2 separate regions of the Zea mays genome follow, and region 2 is linked to region 1. Evidence: chromatin contacts called from public Hi-C data. All regions are on one chromosome and are shown on one strand. The core of a region is the stretch at or near the end of the contact, and the rest is flanking DNA. Distances in the headings are between cores, read along the strand shown.

Evidence for each region. A called contact is a pair of places that touch in the nucleus more often than the background predicts.
Region 2: a Hi-C map of bundle sheath shows a contact between it and region 1, with 4 times the contacts expected there. The contact joins two enhancer-like sites. A contact is called at or near these places in 3 of 25 Hi-C or Micro-C datasets (bundle sheath, endosperm and leaf).

Annotation. Positions count from the first base shown.
Region 1 is chr8:54,012,227-54,018,587 of Zm-B73-REFERENCE-NAM-5.0, reverse strand. No RefSeq gene overlaps it. Among protein-coding and RNA genes, the nearest start is that of LOC103635202, 83 kb to the right of the region's middle. Within about 2 kb of position 2,902, at least 18 of the 20 cell types and tissues checked have an H3K27ac peak or open chromatin away from gene starts, as enhancers often do. A contact at or near this core is called in bundle sheath and leaf, where this site is marked.
Region 2 is chr8:54,178,409-54,184,769 of Zm-B73-REFERENCE-NAM-5.0, reverse strand. No RefSeq gene overlaps it. Among protein-coding and RNA genes, the nearest start is that of LOC100284736, 110 kb to the left of the region's middle. Within about 2 kb of position 3,434, at least 17 of the 20 cell types and tissues checked have an H3K27ac peak or open chromatin away from gene starts, as enhancers often do. A contact at or near this core is called in bundle sheath and leaf, where this site is marked.

The sequences.
Region 1 (6,361 bases), core at 1,653-4,152:
TTGTATGCCAAGGCGGTGAGCCCTGGCCACGAACGGGGAATCGATGGGGATGGTTGACATGTGTGGGGACGGAGTGACATGACATGTCGTGTGTTTAGGTTTACCTTGCATGGATAAAAACTCTATTCGAATCGTCTGCTTCTCGCAGCTAATGAGACTGCTTGACCCCTTGTACTACATTGAGTAAGAAGTGAAATGAGGTTTACATGAGATAACTTGTTGATTGTACTAAATGCTTGTTACCATGTATGCCTAGAAGGAACAAATTTAGCTAAGATAATGATGCTAGAATTTGAAAAGCTAAAAATTGATTTTAGACTCAGCTAGTGCCTTTGGCAAACTAAACCCCTCAGCCAAACAGCTGCATGGTCTAGAGGTAGAGGAGTAGTTTCCTCACACCAGGTAAGTCTAGCTGAGTATTAGTATACTCAGCCTTGCTTGTGGCATAATTTTGCAAGTACGCTTCAAGATATGGTTGATGGTGTGACTTGGCCTACCACCCTGCCACCGGGTTGGACGGTCGAGTGGGATGCTGCTCCAGCAGGAGAGGAGCAAGAGGAGTAGTGGGCTAGGCCTTGCCCGATTCCTCGCTACCGACGATATCAATTATCCGCTGCATTTTATTTTGTGAACTTTTATTCACTACTTGAAAAACTCTGATCTATGTAATAATTCAGTACTTTAATTTGAGATTTTCCTGTTTTATTGTATTTCTTCTGTGACTCGCCTTCGAGTGGGTTTGTGGTATTTGATCCTGGTTAAGTGGCTTTATCAGACTAGATCTGAGGGACTGACGGGTTATTCCTATTTAAGTGTGTTACAACCCCTGAGGCGTAACTTAGGCACTTAAGTTGGAACAATTCGGGTGGTTCTGCCACATTCTGTCACACCCGGATTTAAGGGGTAAACCCGGGTGCGTCTTATATGTGCGCCAAAGAAGAACAACACGTATAATGACCAAGTGTATAGAGATAAATGTCACAAACATTATTACATAGCGGAAGTGTCTTACAATAATAAATGATAACAATAAAGCTAACTAATATTATTCCTTGCACATTAAGCTGACTAGGAGACGCCACCTAGACTTCCTCGTACTCCTCATAGTAGTCCTCCTCCTGGTCTACCTGCTCTTCACCTGTGGGGGGCTTTATATATATCGCAAGAGTGAGCTCACAAAAGATCATAGATCAACAGTTGTGGGGAATAATGTGCATGAACTCATCAAAGGTGAGGGCTCATGTGAAGTATAAGGTTGATCAACAAATAATGGTTAAAGCTGAGCATTGCTTTTAATAAGTTGGTCAAATTTTTTAGCAGATACTAAATATAAGTATATACTAAACCAGAGTAATAATAGATCAAAATTAATAATAAAACCACTATGCGATGCATATGACAAATTGAGTTTAATTCCATAAGTTAATCATGTGAGAGTCCTCAGCTGCTCATGACCGCGAGCACAGCTAGTTTACCAGTTTTACACTTTGTAGAGGTTGCACATCTTTACCCACAAGTCATGCTACCCATTTGCCAAGGGGTCTATAAGTCCCATTCATCTCTACCAAGGAGACAATGCAGGGTAGCACTACGAAGCCTTTCCAAAGTTCCACTAGTTCGAGAAAACCTGCTACGGATTCAGGACGAAGGAAGCATAGGATTCCCTCGTCCAGAAAGCTAAACAAATAGTCTGACCCGAGAACCTCCCTATACTCTGCAGTGACGCGTTCCTTCTTGCCCCTTTCAGGTAAGGTAGTCTCTCCCTAGCTTTCCTAATTACTTGGCCAAGGGTGTCCCATTCCACCCTTGTGGTAGCACTGTATTCTCAAGTTAAGCTTCATGTCCAATTAACACCATAGTATTATCATGAACATTAAAGAGTAGAATAACAATAATAAAGTATGATCATGAAGCATATTTATCTTAACACCCAAAACCACATAGAGCAAGAGCAGTGACTACCCAAAAGTTTAGTGGTGATCAAGGCAATAAGTAAAACAAACTAGGGTGACCTATTGGGTCCCATCAAAATTAAGCCTAAAAATGCCACAGTAATTATATAGAACATTATTGGGTCAAGAAAAGTGGTCAAGGGCACAACTTGCCTTCAATGAGCTCCTGCTCAGTATTTTCCAACTGCTGAGTATCGAGATCCTCGGTTGCTTGCTCGTCTACTCTCAACAATACAAACAAACATGTTATAGTTGAAATTAACATCACACCAAACATCAGAACAGAATGCATGATAATATTCTATGCATCGTAACGAAATCTTAGGTTAGAGAACCACTAAATTTGGAGTTATGGTTAAAGAGTTATGATTTTCCGAAGGTTTAGGTGTTATATTTAAAAAAAATTAAGTGTATAATTTTATCCTAAGTTTCATAACAAAATAAAGTTACCAAAAAATAAACAATATTAATATGTATTTAATGCAACTAGAATCGTAAAAAAAGGAGTTAAAATGGATTAATTATAAATTAAACAAGTTTCTAGAATTGTTTTCATACTAAAAATCATTTTCAATATTAATTTACTATTTTCCTGATTGCCTATGGACTGCGGACGCAAAAATTTGAAAGCTCACAGATCAACTTGTAATTTTCGGGACCTCTCTGTGATGTTTCTCGTGTCTAGGCGGACGGCGGGTTAATTCTTACTATTACCGGGGATTCATATGTAAATTTCCCTAGTCGAAGGGTGTTGGATTTGAATCATACAGCTCAGATTAGATCGATCATATAATAAACGGAGCGCAGCGCAGACCACTGGATCTGAGATCTACGGTCCGGATTCTAAATGACTGAGATTGATGTACCCATTGGATTATAGATCTATGGCCTGGGTTCTATTGGACGAAGGGGTAAGCTATCTTCTAATCCCAGCCGGTTGCCATGAAATCAACGGCTGGCGGCTTCTCTTCTCCTACCGGCCCCAGGACACGGCGGCGCCCACTCCGTGCGGCGGCGACTACGCTGGTGAACTGCGGTCCCGCGCCCAAGGACACTACCCCCGAGCCCGATAGCATCAACGCGAGGGTGGGGAAGTCGATCACAGTGCCGGCACATAAAGGCCCAGAGCACACGCCGTTGAGATCTGCCACACTGGAATCCCCGGATTCTGTTGCAACGGCCGCTCCCCGAGCTAGGAGCCGGAAGCTCGACTTGATCCAGCGGGCCCACTCGTCGGCGATAAAGCTAATGCAGGTGCACGCGGTTGAGAGGGTGAGTAGCGACCCCACGAGTGGCACGCGCGACGGGTGGCTGACAGACCAGGCCCGCTTGTCAGCGCCGGGTTGCGCGAGCAGGATATGGGCCACGCGAAAGGATGACTGTTTTGGGCCGTGGTTCGACTTTGGGCCCAAGCTGGCGCTGGTATTCATTCCTTTTTCTTTTATCACTTCTATTTCTCTTGTTTTTGTTTTCCAAGGTTCAAACTCAATTTGAATGCATTTCAATTTCTGGTTGCTCGAACCAAATGCCACAAACAAAAGATACCAGCATGAAATGCACTTTTCTTTATTTATTGGTTACCTAACTAATTTGATTCCATTAATTTAATATGAAAAAAGGAAAGGAAACCAAATAATCTCCAAAGGTTCCATAATCACAAAAACACTATCACATAAATACATTTGTTCATTTATTTTTATTATTTTTCTCTTATACAAAATTTGGGCTTTACAGTATAGTGCCAAGCTGGTCAACAAATAATGGTTAAGGCAAGGCATTGCTTTTAATAAGTTGGTCAAATTTTATTAGCAATTACTAAGTATAAGTAAATATCAACCCAAATAAATGAGATCATAATTAATAATAAAACCACAATGCGATGCAAATGACCAATTAAGTTTAATTTCATAAGTTACGCATGTGAGGGTCCAAGCCGCTCATGACCGTGAGCATGACTGATATACTAGTTTTACACTCTGCAGAGGTTGCGCATCTCTACCCACAAGTTGTGTTACCCATCTGTCACGGGGTTGTACGGACTCCATATAGCTCTACCGAGGAGGTGAGGCAGGGTAGCACTACGAGGCCTTTACAAAGTTCCACTACCTTCAGAAAACACGCTACGGTTTCTGAGAAGAACGACGTAGGAATCCCTCGTCCAAAAAGTCATCACAGCATGATTGACCAGAGAAACTCCCTATACCACAACTCCTCTACCGCCCTTGCCCCTTTCGGGTAAGGTAGTCCTCCACTAGCTTTCCTAATTAGTCAGCCAAGGGCGTCCCATACCACCCTTATGGTAGCACTGCTATCCCGGGTGGTCGCTCTATTTTTCAATTAACACAATGATCTTGTCATGAACAATAATAAACCAGCAATAATAATGAAACATGATCATAAATCAGTATAGCATTAATCCAAAACCATGTAGAGCAATAGCATGTCTACCCAATAGTTCATTTGTTTGCAAGGTGTGGGGTAAACAAAACTAGGGTAACCTATTAGGTCCCATCAAAATTTACCTATACAAATCATAATGATTAATATGAATATTATTGGGTAAAGAAAGGTGATCAAGGGCACAACTTGCCTTCAACGAGCTCCTGCTCAGTAGTTTCCACCTGCTGAGTACCAGGGTCCTCGGTCACTTGCTCGTCTACTCGCAGCAATACAAACAAACATGGTATAGGAGAAATTAACATCACAACAAACATGAGCATAAACTATATAATAATGATCTACACGTTGCTATGAAATTATAGGTTCGAGAACCACTAAAATCAGAGTTACGATTAAGGAGTTATGATTTTCTAAAGGTTATGTGTTAGACAGAAAACAAATTAAGTGCATAATTTTAACCATATGTCTCAGAATAAAATAAGGTCACTAGATGATGAACAATATTAATATGAGTTTAATGCAACCGGAATGGATCAAAAAGGGGTTAAAATGAATTGCTTATGAATTAAACAAGATTCTAGGATTATTTCTATATTATAAATCATTTTCTATATTAATTTACTCATTTTATTTAACCTCTGGCTGTCGCCATAAATACAAGAGAACCCAAGGTTCAAATCAAAGAAATTAGGAGCTTCCTGCTATGTTCTTTAGATACATGTGGACGGCGGGTTATTTTTAAACAAAGACAGGGTCTCTTTTGCAAAGTATCACGGCCGAAGGGGTATCTTTCGCTTCTGGCCGATGAATCAAAGACGTGTGTCCTAGATCAAATCAGCACCCTTATGCGAACCGGTACGCTGGATGGGCCGTTGGATCAGCGATCCAGGGTCTAGATCCAATTTGTAATACCTCAAAAATCTTACTTTAAGAATTTAGTAAAACTCTCCAGAGATTTTTGAATTAGAATATCTTGTAATTAAAAGTCTCTTACTTTTAAAAGTTACATCTCCCAAAATAACTATGTTTTATATCCTTTATTGAATTATATATTTAAAGATATCCTTTAAAAAATTAAGTTAAACTATTCCTTAATACAAATTTTACATTAGGAATTATTTTAATAATGTGTGTCCATGACATCTTCTGAATATTTTCCTAAATAAATAAAATGCGCTTTGCATACATGCTGGAGTTTGTTTGTACATCTAACTTAAATATTTTGAAATTCAAACTTGGATGGAATTGAAATAGAAAATAGGAAATAGAAAAGAAAAAAAAAGAAGAAACAAACTTGTTTGCGGGCTGAAATCTCCTGGTCAGCCCATTTATTCCCCGCGCCAGCACTGCTCCACGCTGGCGTCTCGGCGCCGACATTTGGGTCCGGGCGGGCGGTCTCCCTACGCCCGTGCATGGACGCCCTTGCTCACGTTGACCTGCGGGGCCCGCACATCAGCGTTGCAACCGTGTCCACGCGCTCGCGTCACTCCCTTCCACATGGGCCATGTTCGCCAAGATTGTCTTCAACCCACCGCCGCAGAAATTGTCCGCCGCGTGGTTGCTGGGATCGACTGGAATCCTCGGGGGCAAACTCTACCCACCGGGGTATAAAACCTGAGCTGTGCGCACCTTATCGCCATAAACCTTGTGCAACAACTTCCTTCTCCTCGCTGCTGCGCAACCGTGAAGAGAGAGCTCTGGGCACCTGCGTTGTCGAACAAAGAATGGAGCTCATCTCTGTGGCTACTCCTTGCCAGGGCATTGGAATGGAATCGAGAATGTGGTCGAGCGATATCGCAAGTGCGAGACCATATCACCGTGCGAGCAAAGCCCTACCACCCTAGTCGCAGAGAGGGAGGGAGAGCCTCGCCGCCGCCATAATCAATCTCGCATGCTCCTCACCGTCGTGTCCTCGGAGTTGTGCCTGGGTGCTTGTAACACCTCGTCTAATCCCTGGATCGACGGTACTTACTCCTGGCAGCTCTCTAGGATCATATATCGTCCCCACA
Region 2 (6,361 bases), core at 2,185-4,684, 170 kb before region 1:
GTCAGGGTGAGGCTGACAGCCGCCAAGTCCGGCCTCAGGCGCCATAGGAAGCTCCGCCTCACCCGACCCCATGGCTCGGACTCAACCTCGACACCGGAAGACAGTCTCCGCCTCGCCCGACCCCAGGGCTCGGACTCAACCTCGACACCGGAATACGGTCTCCGCCTCGCCCGACCCCAGGGCTCGAACTCCACCTCGACACCGGAAGACGGTCTCCGCCTCGCTCGACCCCAGGGCTCGGACTCAACCTCGACCTCGAACGACGGTCTCCGCCTCGCCCGACACCATGGCTCGGACTCAACCTCAACCTCGGACGACGGTCTCCGCCTCGCCCGACCCTAGGGCTCGAACTCAACCTCGACCTCGGACGATGGTCTCCGCCTCGCCCGACCCTAGGGCTCGGACTCAACCTCGACACCGGAAGACGGTCTCCGCCTCGCTCAACCCCAGGGCTCGGACTCCACCTCGACCTCGGAAGACGGTCTCCGCCTCGCCCGACCCTAGGGCTCAGACTCAACCTCGTCTCCGGAAGACGGTCTCCGCCTCGCCCGACCCCAAGGCTCGGACTCAACCTCGACATTGGAAGACGGTCTCCGCCTCGCCCGACCCTAGGGCTTGGACTCAGCCTCGACCTCGGAGGAGTCACTGCCTCGCCCGACCTCGGGCTCAGACCGACCACGTCATAGGGGGGCCATCATTACCCTACCCCTAGCTAGCTCAGGCTACGGGGAACAAGACCGATGTCCCATCTGGCTCGTCCCGGTAAAACAAGTAATGATGGCACCCCGCGTGCTCCGTGACGACGGCGGTACTCAACCCCCTACGGAAGCAAGGAGACGTCAGCAAGGACCCGACAGCTGTGCTCCTACAGGGCTCAAGCGCTCCTCCGACGGCCACGACATCACATGAACAGGGCGCCAAAACCTCTCCGACAGCCACGTCGACCTGTACATAGGACTTTGGGTTCCCTCTGCTAGACACGTTAGCACATTGCTACACCCCCCATTGTACACCTGGGCCTTCTCCTTACAACTATAAAAGGAAGGTCCAGGGCCCTCGTATGAGAGGGTGGCCACGCGGGAGAACGGGCTGACGCACGAGGCTCTCGCTCTCTCTCTCTCTCCCTCGCGAACGCTTGTAACTCCCTACTGCAAGCGCATCCGCCCTGGGCGCAGGACAACACGAGGCCACGGTTTCCCCTTGCTGTTTTCCCCTTGTGATCCATCTCGCACCAACCCATCTGGGCTGGGACACGCAGCGACAATTTACTCGTCGGTCCAGGGACCCCCCCCCCGGGGTCAAAACGCCGTCATCATGCTACCCAGTTGCCAAGGGGTCTAGAAGTCCCATTCATCTCTACCGAGGAGACAAGGCAGGGTAACACTACGAGGCCTTCACAAAGTTCCACTAGCTTCATAAAACCCGCTACGGTTTCTGAGGAGAGCGATCGCAACACAATCAACCCGAGAACCTCCCTACACCAACAACTCCCCTACCGCCCTAGCCCCTTTCGGGTAAGGTAGACCTCCACCAACTTTCCTAATTAGTCAGCCAAGGCGTCCCATTCCACCCTTGTGGTGGCACGTTTATCTCAAGTTAAGCTATATGTTCCAATTAACACAATAGTCTTATCATGAATAGAATAAAACAACAATAATAAAGCATGATCATAAATAATAATTATCTTAATACCCAAAACCACATATAGTAATAGCAAATAGTACCCAAAAAGTTCAGTGGTAAACAAGGTATAAAGATGACCAAACTAGGGTGACCTATTGGATCCCATCAAAATTAAGCCTAAGCATGCCAAATTGATTATAGAGAACATTATTGGGTAAATAAAAGTGGTCAAGGGCACAACTTGCCTTCAATGAGCTCTTGCTCAGTATTTTCCACCTGTTGAGTACCGGGCTCCTCAATTGCTTGCTCGTCTACTCGCAACAATACAAACAGACATGGCGAGGAGAAATTAACATCACACCAAACATCAGAACATGATGCATGATAATATTCTACGCATCATAATGAGATCCTAGGTTCAAGAACCACTAAATTCGGAGTTACGGTTTAAGAGTTATGATTTTCTGAATATTTAGGTGCTAAATATAAAACAAAATGAGTGCTTGATTTAATCTCTATGTTACATGGTAAAATAAGGTTACTAACTGATAGACAATATTAATATGAGTCTAATGCAACTGGAATGGATCAATTTGGCGCTAAATTAAAGAAGTTATGAATTTCCTAAAGTTGGTGAATAAATTTTATGCTAAAAATCAATTTCTTTAATTTATTTATTGCTTCCTCAAAGCATTGGGTGGCGGGCACTATTCCTAGAAAATCCAGGTGTTGGTTTATAAGAACTAAGACTTCTTGGTAATGATTCTAAGACAACCGTGGATGGCGGGTTAGTTTGTATCTTCCCCGAGGGCTCATACGCAAAACTCTCACGGCCCAAGGCATCCCCTAATCACAGCCATCCGATCACCCACCAATGACTCAGATTAGATAGAATCCCAAACGAACCGATACACAAAACTGACCGTCGGATCCGAGATCTAAGATGGGGCTTTTAAGTAACAGAAACCGCTCCTGGACCGACCGATCGGAGATCGACAGCAACGATTTAAAACACTAGCGACCCATTATTGGCCGAGGATCACCAGATCAATGGCCATGTCTCGGGCGAAAGAAAGGGTAAGGCTACGCTAATCTTAGCCGTAAATAAAGGATCCACGGTACCTGGCTCACCCCTCACCTCCACCCGATCGGACGATGAGAACATGGCCCCGCGGCGGCGCTACCACTGGCGCACGGCATGCCCGGCACACGGCGCACGATTCTAATTTATTCTAAGCGCTAATTGAAGCCTAGACAATATCGGATCCGAGAAGGAGGTCCTCACCCGTGATTGAAGCGAAGTCGAGTTGCCCAACGGCGCGAGGCGGCTCCACGACGATGAACAACTCCGGCGAGAAATTGTTGTTTATCTAGGCCCTCCCACGGTGAGGGGCTCCAACGCGCTTCTTCCCCCGCTCCCTACGCTCCCTCTTTGGTCTGGTTCGCAGGGTCAAATCGGCGGTCGGATGGAATTTCTCTCACGGCGGCGCTCTGCTCTCCTTTCCTCTTTTTTTGGCGCGCACAACCGGGAACAACGATCCTACGCAGGTGCCTGGGTCACGGTCTTAAAGGACGGGTCATCGAGCCACCAGCTGGTGGAGCGGTTAGTTGAAACTGCCATCGAGATTCCTGGGATTGGATCAGGCTGAGCTTCGCCGCGCGCAAGGTTTCCGTCGGGATTACACCGTGCAGTGACTGGCAGCAGGGGCCCGAAGATCAGCGTTGGCGCGAGAACGCGAGTGGCTACAGTAGGGCCCACCGGTCGGAATCAGAGGCGATGAGGCGCACGCGATATGGTCACTGGCAAGTGGTGCTGGCACCCCGGTGAGGGAATCTGCCCAGTGGTGCGCGCGACAGCCGCGGACAGGCATGGCCCGCCTGTCGGCGCGACACACAGCCCAGTTGGGCCGAGTTGCTGAAAAGCGATGGTGGGCCAAATTCAGGATGTTGGCCCAGCCGGGGTTTTCTTTTGTTTTTCTTATTTTAGTATGAATGTCTTTCTCCATTTCAAATTCTAGTCTTTGAATTTCAAATTTGTTTGTAAGTCTCATACCTAGATTAAATGCACAAATAGAAATACTAGCACGAGGAATCATTTTTCCTATACCACACATTTTTCTTTATAGTTTATTGTTTTTTTCCTTTTTCTCTTCTCTTCTTTTCTATTTCATTCTCAAATTCTCGATTTCAATTTAGATTAAACTCAAATTTCAACATTAGTATATTTTTATTTTTATTATTTTTATTATTAAGTGCACAAACAAATAACCTCCAGATTATTTATGTTTCATTAGTTAATTTATTCACTTTAAATATGATTATGCATATGTTCTAATGAATAGAGGGCAATACATATAAGGAGATTAAGTCTTCTCTTTTACTATCTACAAGTTGGGTATTACAAATCCTATCCCCCTTAAAAATAATCTCGACCTCGAGATTACTACATGCTAGGAAAGAGGTGGGGAAACTCTACTTGTAATTCTTCTTCCCTCTCCCAAGTAGCTTCATCTACCCCATGATGACTCCATTGCACTTTGCACATTTTGATCACTTTGTTTCGCATAACCCGATTCAAGGTGTCAATGATCTTCATAGGATGCTCAGTGTAGGTTAGATCACCCTGCACACTAATTTCTTCCATAGGCAAATGTTCCTCTGGAACCCGGAGACACTTCTTAAGTTGAGATATGTGAAACACATCATGGACATCAGATAGATGGTCTGGTAGCTCAAGCTGGTAGGCCATCTCTCCAACTCGCTTAAGGATTTTGAAGGGTCCAATAAAGCGAGGGGATAGCTTACCTTTAACTTTAAATCTCCTCATACCACAAATTGGTGACACCTTTAGGTATACGTGATCACCCTCTTCGAATTCCAGTGGTCTTCTTCGATTATCAGCATAACTCTTCTGTCAGGTTTGTGCTATCCTCAATTTCTCCCTGATCATCCGAACTTGTTCCTCTACGTCTTGAATAATTTCTGGCCCGAAGAACTGCCTCTCACCAGTCTGATCCCAATACAGAGGGGTTCTACACTTTTTGCCATATAAAGCTTCAATGGAGACATCTACAGACTGGCCTGATAACTATTATTGTAAGAGAACTCTGCATATGGCAGACTCTTGTCCTAACTACCTCCACGCTTAAGGGCACAAGCTCTTAACATATCCTCAAGCACTTGGTTGGTTCTCTCAGTCTAGCCATCAGTTTGGGGATGATAAGCCGAGATGAAATTCAACTTTGTATCCATGTTCTCATGGAGACTCTTCCAAAACCTTGAGGTAAACTGAGATCCTCGATCAGAAACAATCTTCTTAGGTACCCCATGTAAGCACACAATTCAAGACATATATAACTCTGCCAACTGGGAACCCTTGTAAGTACTCTTGACCGGGATAATGTGAGCCACTTTGGTTAATCTATCCACGATCACCCATATGGAATCATAACCTTTCGGGGTGCGAGGCAACCTGACAATGAAGTCCATACCAATTTCTTCCCACTTCCTTTCGGGCACCTTTAACGGGTGTAGCAGTCCAGCTGGCCTCTGATGTTCAGCTTTGACTCTAACATACATCACATACAGCCACTTGTGCAGCTACATCTCTTTTCAGCCCATACCGCCAGTACTTCTGCTTTAGATCTTGATACATCTTGGTACTACCAGGATGAATAGAATAGTCTGAGTCATGGGCTTCCTTCAGTATGGTCTCACTGAGGCTGTCAATCTCAGGAACACATATCCTATTCTTGAACCATATTGTGCCTTGTTCATCCTCTGCGAATTCTTGACCTCTATCTTCTGCCACCAGATCTTTGATTTCTTGAATTTTAGCATCATCAATCTGACCCTTGCATATCTCTTGCTCCAAGGTAGGTTCCACTTCTATAGTGATCCCTTTAGTATGTGCAACTATTCCCAGGTTGAGTCTTTCAAAGTCTTCTACAAACTCATCAGGTAACTGGGCTACTATAGCTGCATGAACATGTTCCTTCTGACTCAAGGCATCCACAACTAAATTCGCCTTGCCCAGATGATAGTGAATTTCTAAGTCATAATCTTTGATGAGCTCCAACCAATGGTGTTGCCTAAGGTTGAGATCTTTCTGAGTGAAGATATACTTTAAGCTCTTGTGATTAGTATAGACTTGGCACTTAGTTCCCATTATATAATGCCTCCAAATCTTAAGGGCATACACTACAGCGGCCAGTTCTAAGTCATAAGTGGGGTAGTTCAACTCATGTTTCCGCAATTGGCGAGACGCGTAGGCAATGACATGTCCTTATTGCATAAGAACACATCCCAAGACCTGGTGGCACACATAACAATATATACCAAATCCCTTCTGCAGATCAGGCATAACCAACACTAGGGGTGACATCAATCTAAACTTTAGTTGATTGAAACTCTCTTGAAATTCACGAGTCCACTTAAACTCCTTTCCTTTTTCTAGTAGGGAGGTCCTAGGCTTTGCTATCTTGGAGAATCCTTCGATAAAATGACGGTAGTAACCCGCGAGTCCTAGAAAACTCTGGATTTCAGTGACCGAGCTTGATATCTTCCATCCCACTATCTCTCTTACTTTAGCCAGATCCATTGATATTCCTCCGTTAGAGATGATGTGTCCAAGAAATGGTACTTCATCAAGCCAAAACCCACACTTGCTATACTTGTCATAGAGTTGATTATCCCTTAACTTCTGTAGTACTAATCGCAGATGCTCCTCATGATCACT